Linked DNA regions of Xenopus laevis: region 2 is linked to region 1. A link is a contact called in public Hi-C data. All regions are on one chromosome and are shown on one strand. Each heading gives the region's core, a stretch centred on a gene start, on an enhancer-like site or on the middle of the called end of the contact. The rest is flanking DNA. Distances are from core to core; before and after follow the strand shown.

Evidence for each region. A called contact is a pair of places that touch in the nucleus more often than the background predicts.
Region 2: a contact with region 1 is called in a Hi-C map of the XL177 cell line, with 3 times the contacts expected there. The contact joins the promoter of rps27a.S here to the enhancer-like site in region 1. A contact is called at or near these places in 2 of 4 Hi-C or Micro-C datasets (the XL177 cell line and the XTC cell line).

What each region holds. Positions count from the first base shown.
Region 1 is chr5S:25,189,773-25,195,074 of Xenopus_laevis_v10.1, forward strand. No RefSeq gene overlaps it. Among protein-coding and RNA genes, the nearest start is that of rtn4.S, 39 kb to the right of the region's middle. Within about 2 kb of position 3,404, at least 1 of the 7 cell types and tissues checked has an H3K27ac peak or open chromatin away from gene starts, as enhancers often do.
Region 2 is chr5S:25,270,924-25,276,436 of Xenopus_laevis_v10.1, forward strand. rps27a.S (ribosomal protein S27a S homeolog) reads left to right here and starts at 3,572. Exons shown (of 6, transcript NM_001092596.1): 1 at 3,572-3,667; 2 at 3,785-3,849. The coding sequence starts at 3,802.

The DNA.
Region 1 (5,302 bases), core at 2,154-4,653:
AGAATTTTCCCAGCTACTGTGCCACTTTGTAGAAGTCAACATATGGGGGGAATGACCTAACGATGGAGAGACACATTGCTCCACTATTTGCCACGGGTACTTACCCGATCCTAATTAACACTTGGGTGGATGGAACTACAGGTAAGTGACAGCAGCACAGAGCATGTTCAGTGAATCAGCAAAAAAGATGGGGAGCTACTGGGGCATCTTTGGGGAGACAGATCTTTACTGCTAAAGGGCTGTGGTTTCCTTGGGCTGGTACAGAAGCCCAAAATGTAATGTGCAACATTTCTACTTGCTTCTTTAGTTAGGCTTTAGTTCTCCTTTAACTGACAGTTGTTTCACAGATGGGGTCACTTTGTTCCCTTCTCCCACTGTATCTTCCCATACACAAGATTTAAAGTTAAATCTAAAAAGGATTTTCTTTTTACTGATTTGTAACCAGACTATGAGGCTTAGTGGTATCACTGGGCAACATCTTTTATTTCCATTATTCTCATTGCCCTGGACTGATCAAAACTGAGCTGGCCCAGAGCTACAGACACCCGGGCCCCTGTCACTTGTCTGGGGCAGGCCCCGCTGCCAACAAATAAAGCTTTGGGTGCGGAAGCAAAGGGGGTCCTTGTCAGTTCTTTCCAGGGCACAGAAAACCAAAGGAAGTCCTTGGCACTCTGAAGAATAAGTGGGGACCCCCCCTCCAGCAGCTCAGAGACTAGACAAACTGGATTTTTTTTAACTGACACTAAATGAGTCTTTTATCAGCTCTTTAGATAGGTCTGATTGGAAATTCAATGGTCATTTCAGGAAATACAAACTTCTTTAATTTTTTAGAGACAAATCTCAAGAGTTATCCCAAAAAAAAGACAAAGACTTATCCCTTCCCTCCTCATATAGGCCAATTTCTTTACTAAATGAAGATATTAAGATACTATCTAAAATCCTAGCCGATAGATTCTCTTTAATTCTCCCTTCAGTGATTTTGATGGCCCAAAATAGATGAGGGATGAAGAACATTAGAGCTCTAATGCACATAATATTTTTCACCAAAAAACACAAGATTCCTAGTTCCATCATTAATATTGATGCGGAGAAGGCATTTGACAATATTATTTGGCAACACTTATTTGTCTGTCTTGATAAATTTGGCATCACGGTTCCATTTTACCAATATATCAAATATCTTTATAAAAGTCCCAATTCTCAAATAGTCTTTGGGATGCAATGTCACCACGATTTGAAATATTCAAAGGGACCAGGCAAGGCTGCCCCTTATCGCCTCTATTTTTCATTATCTCACTAGAACAGTTCATACGATTTCTAGACTTGTAGAACTGTTCATACGATTTATACAGTGTCCTGAAAATAAACCCATCAACCCCATCTGTGTGTGTAATTGCGGATCAGAAAAGTTCTCATGGATATATATTGGAGCCCAGTCTGTCCTGACCTAGGCAGGAGGCACCGCAAATTATAGTGTATCTGCTCAGACATATAACGAGACACAGGACTTCTGTAGCCCCAAAACAAGGAAATCGGTGCAGAATGTCCTTGAGTAGCAGAATAAGGTTACAATGATCCTGCAAGTAATTATTATATTAATATGAGATTTGATATGAAAGAGAAACAAAGCAGGGATTGTGAGTGGAGCTTTGAGGTGGCAGAACTATTCAGCCAGTTACATGAGACCTGAAATACACTAAGCAGCCACTAGATGGCGCAAACATCCCACCTTTAAGCCTAGAGATAAAGGAACTTTATTAATTAGGTTATCTGTATCATATCTATTTGTCTGCGGCAGCTGCTGGGAGTAGTAAGGTTCCTAGTCACAAATAAAAGAACATACAGTATTATGATGAGCACAACTGTCTCCTTTGCTTTGCAAGTCAGCAAATTAACCTCAGCAATATCTCTATATCCCATCAAGGGATCAAGCTGATTACTGAGCAGCCCCCAGTATCCATATCCCATATCCCTGCAGCTCAGCTCTATCCCAGCACCCCTTGGTATCAACACCATGACCTTTGCCTTTTGCTCTATGTTAAATCAGACCAATGGCATCAGTCCCCAAATTAACTTTTCCACCAAATAAATTTACCAGCCAGACTGTGGCAGCCCTAAATGAAAATCTACAGAAGATCAGTCTGCACAGGTTGGCATCTCTATAATGACAGCCATAGGTCCCTCTGTCCTCTAATGTTGATATTCCAAAAAATATAGTTTGGAATAAATATAAAAATTTTGTTCATTTGGTCATTGTCGCTTCTTGTAAATCCATCTTTCTATATTGGATCCAAGAAACTTCCCCAGATTTAAAGGTTGTACTGTCTTACCTTAAATCTCTCTGCATTGATGAAGCAATAGGTTTTTGGTATGGTAATTTAGGTCTTAGAGAAAATTTTCTTAAACTTTGGTCTCCCCTTTTTAATATTCTGAAGTCGGAAGATAGAACTTACATAGAAAGATTTATGTATAATTCAGATGAAAATTCTTCTTTCTCTGCTCATTGAAGCTCTAAGATTGACTGAGGATGTGATCATTTTTGTTTTTATTTGGGTAAATATTTTGTTATATTTTGTTGATAGAGAGGAAGGTTTATCTTATCTTATTTTATATAATTTTTATATAATTATTTGATGTTTTGTTAATTTATTATTGCATACTATTTATTTTCTTATTTTGCAATTGACAATTATTATTACTTTGTTGCTCCTTGTTCTTTTTGTTTATTCAAAAATGTCAATAAAAACAATTGAAAAGAATATTCTGCTTTACCCCACTGGGTGCAAGAGTCATTATAGTACAGTGAGAGCAAATGATTGGATCTAATCTCATAATACGGTCATTGAGGACATTTAGCTGTGATGTAAAATCTATTTCCTTTAGAGAAGTTGCGGTGGAATTCAGGAGGGACCTGCACTCGTCACTGTGACATGAGACTGATGCTGTTGTTTGTGTCTGTCGTAAAACAGAAGGAAACGGTAGCCATCGGCATGAGGAACAAGCGCTACTTTGGTTATTTGGCCCATGTGACCAATGTGAGCTATTCCCATAATGACAAGTATAATCACTGTATGTGAGGTTAATACAGGGGCTTATAATGATGATTGTGAGTTTAGGTGCATATAAACCTCTGGTGTAGACTCCTAGTAGTTCTACTCAGGGTTATGTCTGTATATGAGCCTCTGCTGTTACTGGTAGTGGCTTTCACTTTGCCGGAGCAGAGGGGAGCAGTTCTAATACTGTTTGGGATGTTCTGGGGATTATTACATCAATGTGTCATTAGACACTCGCACCTTTTAGCCACAAGGTGGTGCTGCTGTACCACTCACAGTGTTAGAGGACTGATATAACTGGGGGAACAGGAATCTACAGAAACAGCTGAATGGATTCAGTAACTCCCCCTGGAGCTTCTGCACAGGTCTCTGTGGAATTCAGGGACAAGTACCCCCCCTCTTAACTCATTCACCGCCAGTTCCTTTAGCTTCATGTGTCACCACTTAGTGTTGTACTGGGGCACCTGTGGTTGCTTACCAATTGTATGAAATTGGCTAGATATTGTATAGAATTGGCTAGATATTGTATAGAATTGGCTAGATATTGTATGAAATTGGCTAGATATTGTATGAAATTGGCTAGATATTGTATGAAATTGGCTAGATATTGTATAGAATTGGCTAGATATTGTATGAAATTGGCTAGATATTGTATGAAATTGGTAAAGATATTGTATGAAATTGGTAAAGATATTGTATGGAATTGGCTATTGTATGGAATTGGCTAGATATTGTATGGGGTTGCCTTCACCGTGTTAAATGCAAAATTGCCTGCAGCAATGCACTTGCAGCGCTTTGATTTCTGAAGTCGCCCGGTTTCCTCGTGAGGCAACTTTGGAAATCGAAGCGCAGCGAGTGCCATTGCGCTGGCGTTTTCTCATTATAGCAGGCAGAAGGCAGTTCGGCGATTATAATAATATACTTTACTAGTAGTATGTGCCATTGGGTAATCCTAAATAGAAAATTGCCATTTTAAAAAATAAGGGCCGCCCCCTGAGATCGTAGGATTCACTGTACTCACAAACATACCAACAAACCATACATGTTAGGTCACATGAGCCAATTAACAGACAGAGTTGTGTCTTTTGCTTCCACACTTCTTCCTGTTACAGTTAGAGTTGTAGCATTTCTGGTCAGGTGATCTCTGAGGCAGCACACAGACCATCACGAAATGGTGGCTCAAGGCAAGAGATGTAAAAGGGCAATATTTACTTAAATATATAGACCAGTTTGAGAAGATTCTTATGCCACTTGATTTAATATAAACTTATCTGTTGCTCAAGTATTCATTTTGGGGGTATAGTTTTCCTTTAACACCTTCAGCTGGTCGCATTTTTTTTCTTTTCACGTTAACAGTGCACCTCTAGTGTTGGTGGGTACCCAGGGTCACCCTTTATGGTGAGGTTGTAGAATCTGCTCCACGGATTGTAGATGTGACTCAGGATAAAGGGACATGGTGATTTGGGGGTTAATGTGGGAGATGCCATAGGGCAGTGACACAAGTACCATACTGTATAGGACACCACAAATTGGGTATAAGATTTAGGGATGCACCAAATCCACTATTTGGGATCCAGCCGAAAACTGAACCAAATCCTAATTTGCAAATTAGAAGTGGGAAAGGAAAAAGTGGAAATAGAATGTTTTACTTCCTTGTTTTGAGATGAAAAGTCACATGATTTCCCTTCCCGCACCTGATTTACTGTACATACGCAAATTAGTATTCGGTTCAACCACACACAAGGGTTTCGGCCAAACCCGGATCCTGCTGGAAAAGGCCGAATCCCAAACTGAATCCTGGATTCAGTGCATCCCTAATAAAACAATTTTTAGCCATTCGTTGTGCAGATTTGGAATTTCATTTCATGTTGAATAAGAGGTGATACATTTGGCAGAATGTGACGCTTCTGATTTATTTCTATTGAAACACAAACAGCCTGTTAATATCAGCCCAGTGTATTCAGACTCCTGAATGTCTCCTTAATGGGGTTGTTCCACTTCTAATGAACCGTCAGTATGATGTACCGAGGGATATTCTGAGACTATTTGCAATTGGTTTTTCATTTTATTATTATTTGTGGCGTTTGGGTTATTGAGCTTTTTATTCTGCTGCTCTCCAGTTTGCAATTTCAGCCATCAGGTTGCTAGGGCCCGAATGACCCTAGCAACCATGCACTGATTTGTATAAGAGACTGGAATATGAATAGGAGAGACCTGAATAGAAAGATGAATAAAAAGTAGCAATATCT
Region 2 (5,513 bases), core at 2,322-4,821, 81 kb after region 1:
CTGTGTTCCATTACATAGGTACTAAATGGCATTACCAGCAGTAACCAATCACCTTTGCCAGCCCTATGCTTTCTCCAGCTTTGACACAGGCAGCAAACCATATAGTCAGGGCACAGGTAAGCCAGCCGCTTGCAAGGACTTACGTGGCTCCAACCCTCCAATAGATACTGGGAGAAATTGCAGAAGGTTGAAAATATGGGGGTTATTTTTCAAAGTCTGAATTTATCTCACTAATTTCTGCTACAAACTCCAATCAAATCCGCTCAGGTTTTTTCCGCTTATTTATTACATTTTCCCGAAAATTAGCTTTGCGGCAAAAAATATGATTTTCACGTTTTTTTCTTATATTTTATCCGATTTTCACAAATTTTTCAGGGTATTGCCAAAATCTCAGCGCAAATCAAAAAATCATTGGGACTTCTCCCATTGACTTATATGCAACCTCGACAGGTCTGAGATGCCGGATTTTTAGATTCTGACTTTTCCATACTCGGGGTTTAATAAATTCCGCAAAATGTGATTTTTCAAAAGTCTGATTTTATTTTAAAAAAAAATCACAATATTTTCAATATTTGTTAAAGCCCAAGGATGGAAAAGTCAAATTCTGTACGGTTTCAAATTGCTACTTTTAGTTGATACAATTAGTTGCTCCACTTCTCAGTAGGATGTATGGGGATTATAAGTGCCATTATTGTATCAATTCTAACAGCTGCCTTTAAAGGGGTTGTTCACCTTTGAGTAAAGTTTTAGTATGATGTAGGGAGCTATAATCTGAGACAATTTGCAATCGGTTTTCATTTTTTATTATTTGTGGTTTTTACGTTATTTCATTTTTTATTCAGCAGCTCTCCAGTTTGCAATGTCAGCAAATCTTATTGCTAGGGTCCAAATTACCTTAGCAACCATGCATTGATTTGAATGAGAATATGAAATATTAATAGGGGAGGGTCGGAACTGAAAGATGAGTAATAAAAACTAGCAATAACAATATATTTGTAGCTTTATACAGCATTTGTTTTTAGATGGGCCCTTTTGAAAGCTAGAAAGAGTCAGGAGAAGAAGGCATAATTCATAAACTATAAAAATAAATAATGTAGGCCAATTGAAAAGTTGCTTAGAATTGGCCATTCTATAACATACTAAAAGTTAACCTGAAGGTGAACCACCCCTTTAATGACTCAGGGTTTCTGCTCAGCAGGGACAAAGATAACAAATGTATCAACTAAATGTATCAATTTAGAACAGTTACAGAGTCAGCGACCCCCCCCCTTCCAGAGCTGCTTTAGAAGGTGAAAAATTAAACGTTAAATTTGAATATTAGAAAAACGGTCACAAATAGAAAATAGAAAGTAATTGGAAAAAGTCTTTTTTTCTGGGGAAATGTCTGAAACTGAAATGAATAGAGTCTGAAGGTGAAGCAGCCCTGTAATTGGGAGCCACAGGGCAACTGTGATTCGCCCCCCTGCGGAGGAGATGTCAGTGATTTTTATTGAAACCAAATTCATAATGAAACATAAATACAATTCAAAAACCAGCATTACATAAAATCATGGAAGACACAGTTTCTGTTAAAAGATACAGGTCACACTTAACATGTTGAAATAGTTTGGAAACATAAAAGCATAAAATAGTTGTAAGTCTTGTGACTGTTTGCTTTGGCGTTATAAAACTTCATGTTTTGTTCCTTTGTTTTTACTACAGAGATTGACAGCCGTGCAGCTTATGAGACTCAGGGGCAAATTCACTAAACCCCAAAGCGCCTCACGCTAGCGCGAATACGCCAGCGTATCGCATTTTCATTAATTCGCCGATTCACTAACGAATGCTGGCGTAAATTCGCTAGTGTTACTTCGCACCCTTACGCCTGGCGAATTTGCGCAACAGACGAGACGTAACTACGCAAATTCACTAATGCGTGAATGATTCTGAACGCTACCTTTTACGCCAGACTTCCTTCGCCACCTCAGACCAGGCGAAGTGCAATAGAGTAGATAGGGATTTGCTTCCCAATAAACGATGGCGTTTTTTCATTTTTTATGGGTGATAGGCTGAAAAAGATCGAAATTTTTTTGGGGCTCCCCTCCTTCCCCCCTACATTTCCTAACTCATGGCAACTTAACTATACAGTGGGCACATGTGTAGGGCAAAATAAAAATCGTATTTGCTGTTTTGAAGGTTTCCCAGGCTTGTGTAGTGCTGCTACATATACCTCCATTGTAACTTCAATTTGGCGCCGTATGCAAATTAACCATCGCTAGCGTAACTTCGCTTTGCTTGTCGAATTAACGCTAGCGCAACTTCGCAACCTTACGCTACCCCTGAGCGCAACTTCGGATTGTAGTGAATTTGCATAGCGCTGGTGAAAATACGCCTGGCGAAGTGGACGCTGGCGCAATAACAAATCTTAGTGAATGTCCCACTCAGTGTCTAGTGGAGTCTGAAGCAACTGCACTTTCTGAGTTTTCTCATCCAGTCCAGTTGCTTTAGACTTGTTCAGGGCTAGGGGGGGTAGGCTGAGTAGGCACGTGGCTAGGGTGCAAAGTTTGGGGGGCGCAAGGCACGTACTACCTCTGCCTGCTACCCCTAGTCCGGTCCCCCCTACTTTGCTGACTGTCCACTTCCACATCGATTTGCCAAATTCGTGTCAACTGGCGCATACGCACGAGCATCCAACAGATTCCAATAGAAGCTCAGGTACTTGCCAGCCCTGCCCTCAGGTGCCTCCAGGCAGTGGCGGAACTACCGGGGGGAGCAGGGGGTGCGAGCGGGCCAGGGCCCACACCCCCTCAGGGCCCCCCGGCAGCTCACCCGCCACTGTCAAATGCAGCCAAATGTGGCCGAACGGAGGGGGGGCGGGGCCCCGGGGCCCAGCTGCGCATCACGCACCAGGGCCCGCCCCCCTCTAGTGACGCTACTGCCTCCAGGTCCAGACTGAGAATTAAAGTAGGCCCTGGCATTTCAGGTACACAGAGGCCCAATCAGCCCACTAAATACTGACTTTCTATGGGACCTTATAGCAGCCCCTCTGGCATTTGGCAGAACCCACAGATTGCCAGTCCGGGCGTGGGTAGCTCCCAGCCCCACCCTCAAGTGCCTCCCAGACCAACCCTAAGGTACTTCCCAGCCCCGCCCTCAGGTGCCTCCCAGCCAGGATGTATGCGTTCCATTTTGTTACTAAGGCCGTTACCAAGGGGCGGGGCGCCTGCTCAATGGGCGTGCCTGTTAGCTTGGCCCTCAATTTTACACAAAACAACACAATCAGATAAAAAAAAAACGTATTCAATGCATGGGTTCAGACACTATTTATAAAAAACGGTGCATTGGTTAAATACGAATTTCATACACATTAAAAAAAACCTATAAGCCACATAATTTGACAGATACTTCAAATCCCAGAATGCCGCGCGGTTCCGAGGGTCCTCGCTCCTAAATGGAACATTTTAACAGGCGTAAATCGCGTAATTAATTTTCTCAGCAGCCGGCAATATCTACTAGTGGCTCTGTGTGACCTTCCCAACCCAACGGAACCGGTATTTATGGAAAGTGTATTGCACAGGCAACGCGGCGGCCACCTCTCTACGCCCACAACCCCCCTGCGCCTGAGCCAGGAAAACCCCGTGCGGCCGGAAGGAGGTCCTCTCTCTCTAGGATCCGCCATTAGCAGGAGGTGAGTGTGGCGGCCGCTCTCCGGAGTCAGGGGAATAAAAGGCGTAGGATGGAGGCTTTGCTGCCGCTGGGAATGATGTCTACGTGCTGTTTAATGTGCCCTTCTCTTCCATGGCAGGTGCATCGGGCCTCATCATGCAGATCTTCGTGAAAACCCTCACGGGGAAGACCATCACCCTCGAGGTACGTGCGGAGCCGCGTTGGTGGGGAGACACTGGGACATGTGCCGGGGCTGCTGTTGTGGTGTCACTAAGATGTGACTCTCGTACAGACCCCACAATCCACCCGTGTGTGTGCGCTGTGCATGCCGGGAGACTGGCTAATACGTCTCATTCTCCTTGGGCAGCAGCCTCTCTCTCATCCATGCTGTTGCACTTGGGGCTGCCATGTGAGCTCCCTGTCTGTCTCTGCACTTCTCTCTCTCTCTTTCTCTCCACTTCTCTCTCTGCCTTCCTTTCACTCTCATCCATAAAACAAAATGATGGAGACAAGTGAAATCATTGCCCAGAATTGTCTGAGTAATTTCCTATGAGGCATGAAACGCGTTGGTTCACCTTTAAATTAACTTTTAGTATGTTATATGCCTCATTCTAAGCAACTTTTCAGTTGGTCTTCATGATGTAATTTCTTATAGTTTTTAATTTGCTGCCATTTTCTAGCTCTCTCCAGTTTTCAAACCCCTTCTAAAAAACAAATACCCTGTAAGGCTTAACGTTTAATAAATAGTAATGGTAATAAAAAATGAAAACCAATTGCAAATAGTCTCAGAATATTTCTCTACATCATATTAATAGTTAATCTGAAGGGAACAACCCCTTTAATAAAATGGATTTAGCCTCTGTATTACACTCACTACTGTCTGACTTCTCCTGCCTCTCACTTACCTGCTAATTCCCCCCACACTGATCTCCATGTACTGAGCCAGCAAGGACTTATTATTTATCTACATCTGTAGCCCCCAGAGCAGAACCCCCTACACTCCTCTCTCCACTAGTCTCTTCCCTACATTGGGGGACACGGGCACCAGTAGGATCTACATCCCCATGAGGAATGTGTCCCCCCCCCCAATGTAGGACAAGAGACAAAGATTTAACTGTATTAAAAAAATCTCTATTCCTTTACCAAACACATGTTACCATTTAGCTCTGTGGGTGCCACTGTTAGCCAGCACCATACACAAGGGAATATTTGTAAAAGTGGTTAAAGTGGTTGTTCACCTTTAAATGAATGGTTAGTATGATGTATAGGGATATTCTGAGACAATTTGCAATTGATTTTTGTCATATCAGCAATCTGGTTGCTAGGGTCCAAATTACCCTAGCAGCCTGGAATAGAAGAGGCCTGAAAAAGACGATTGATTAAAAAAAAAAAAAGTAGCAATGACAATACATTTGTAGCCATGTTTTTTAGATGGGGTCAGTGACCCCCGATTTGAAAGCTGGAAAGATTCAGACAAGACAAACTATAAAAATTAATGAAGAGCAATACAAGCTCTGAAAAGGCTGCTTAAAACTGGCCATTCTGTAACTTACTGAAAGTTATTCTCTTAAAGGGGTTGTTCGCCTTTATGATAAGTACCTGGCAGGGTTTGTGACAACACAGGCTTATCTGGGGGTGGGCGGGTTAAGGTACGTTTTCGGCGCAATCCAACGCGCTGCGACAAATCACCTGCGATGGAAATAAGGTAAGTGAATGCATTGTCTGACGAAGTCGCAGCATTGATCCGGCGCGACTGTCTGCAGACAGTCGCGTCGGATCAATGCTGCGACTTCGTCAGACAATGCATTCACTTACCTTATTTCCATCGCATGCAATTAGTCTCCAGCGTTTTGTCGCATTGCGTTGGA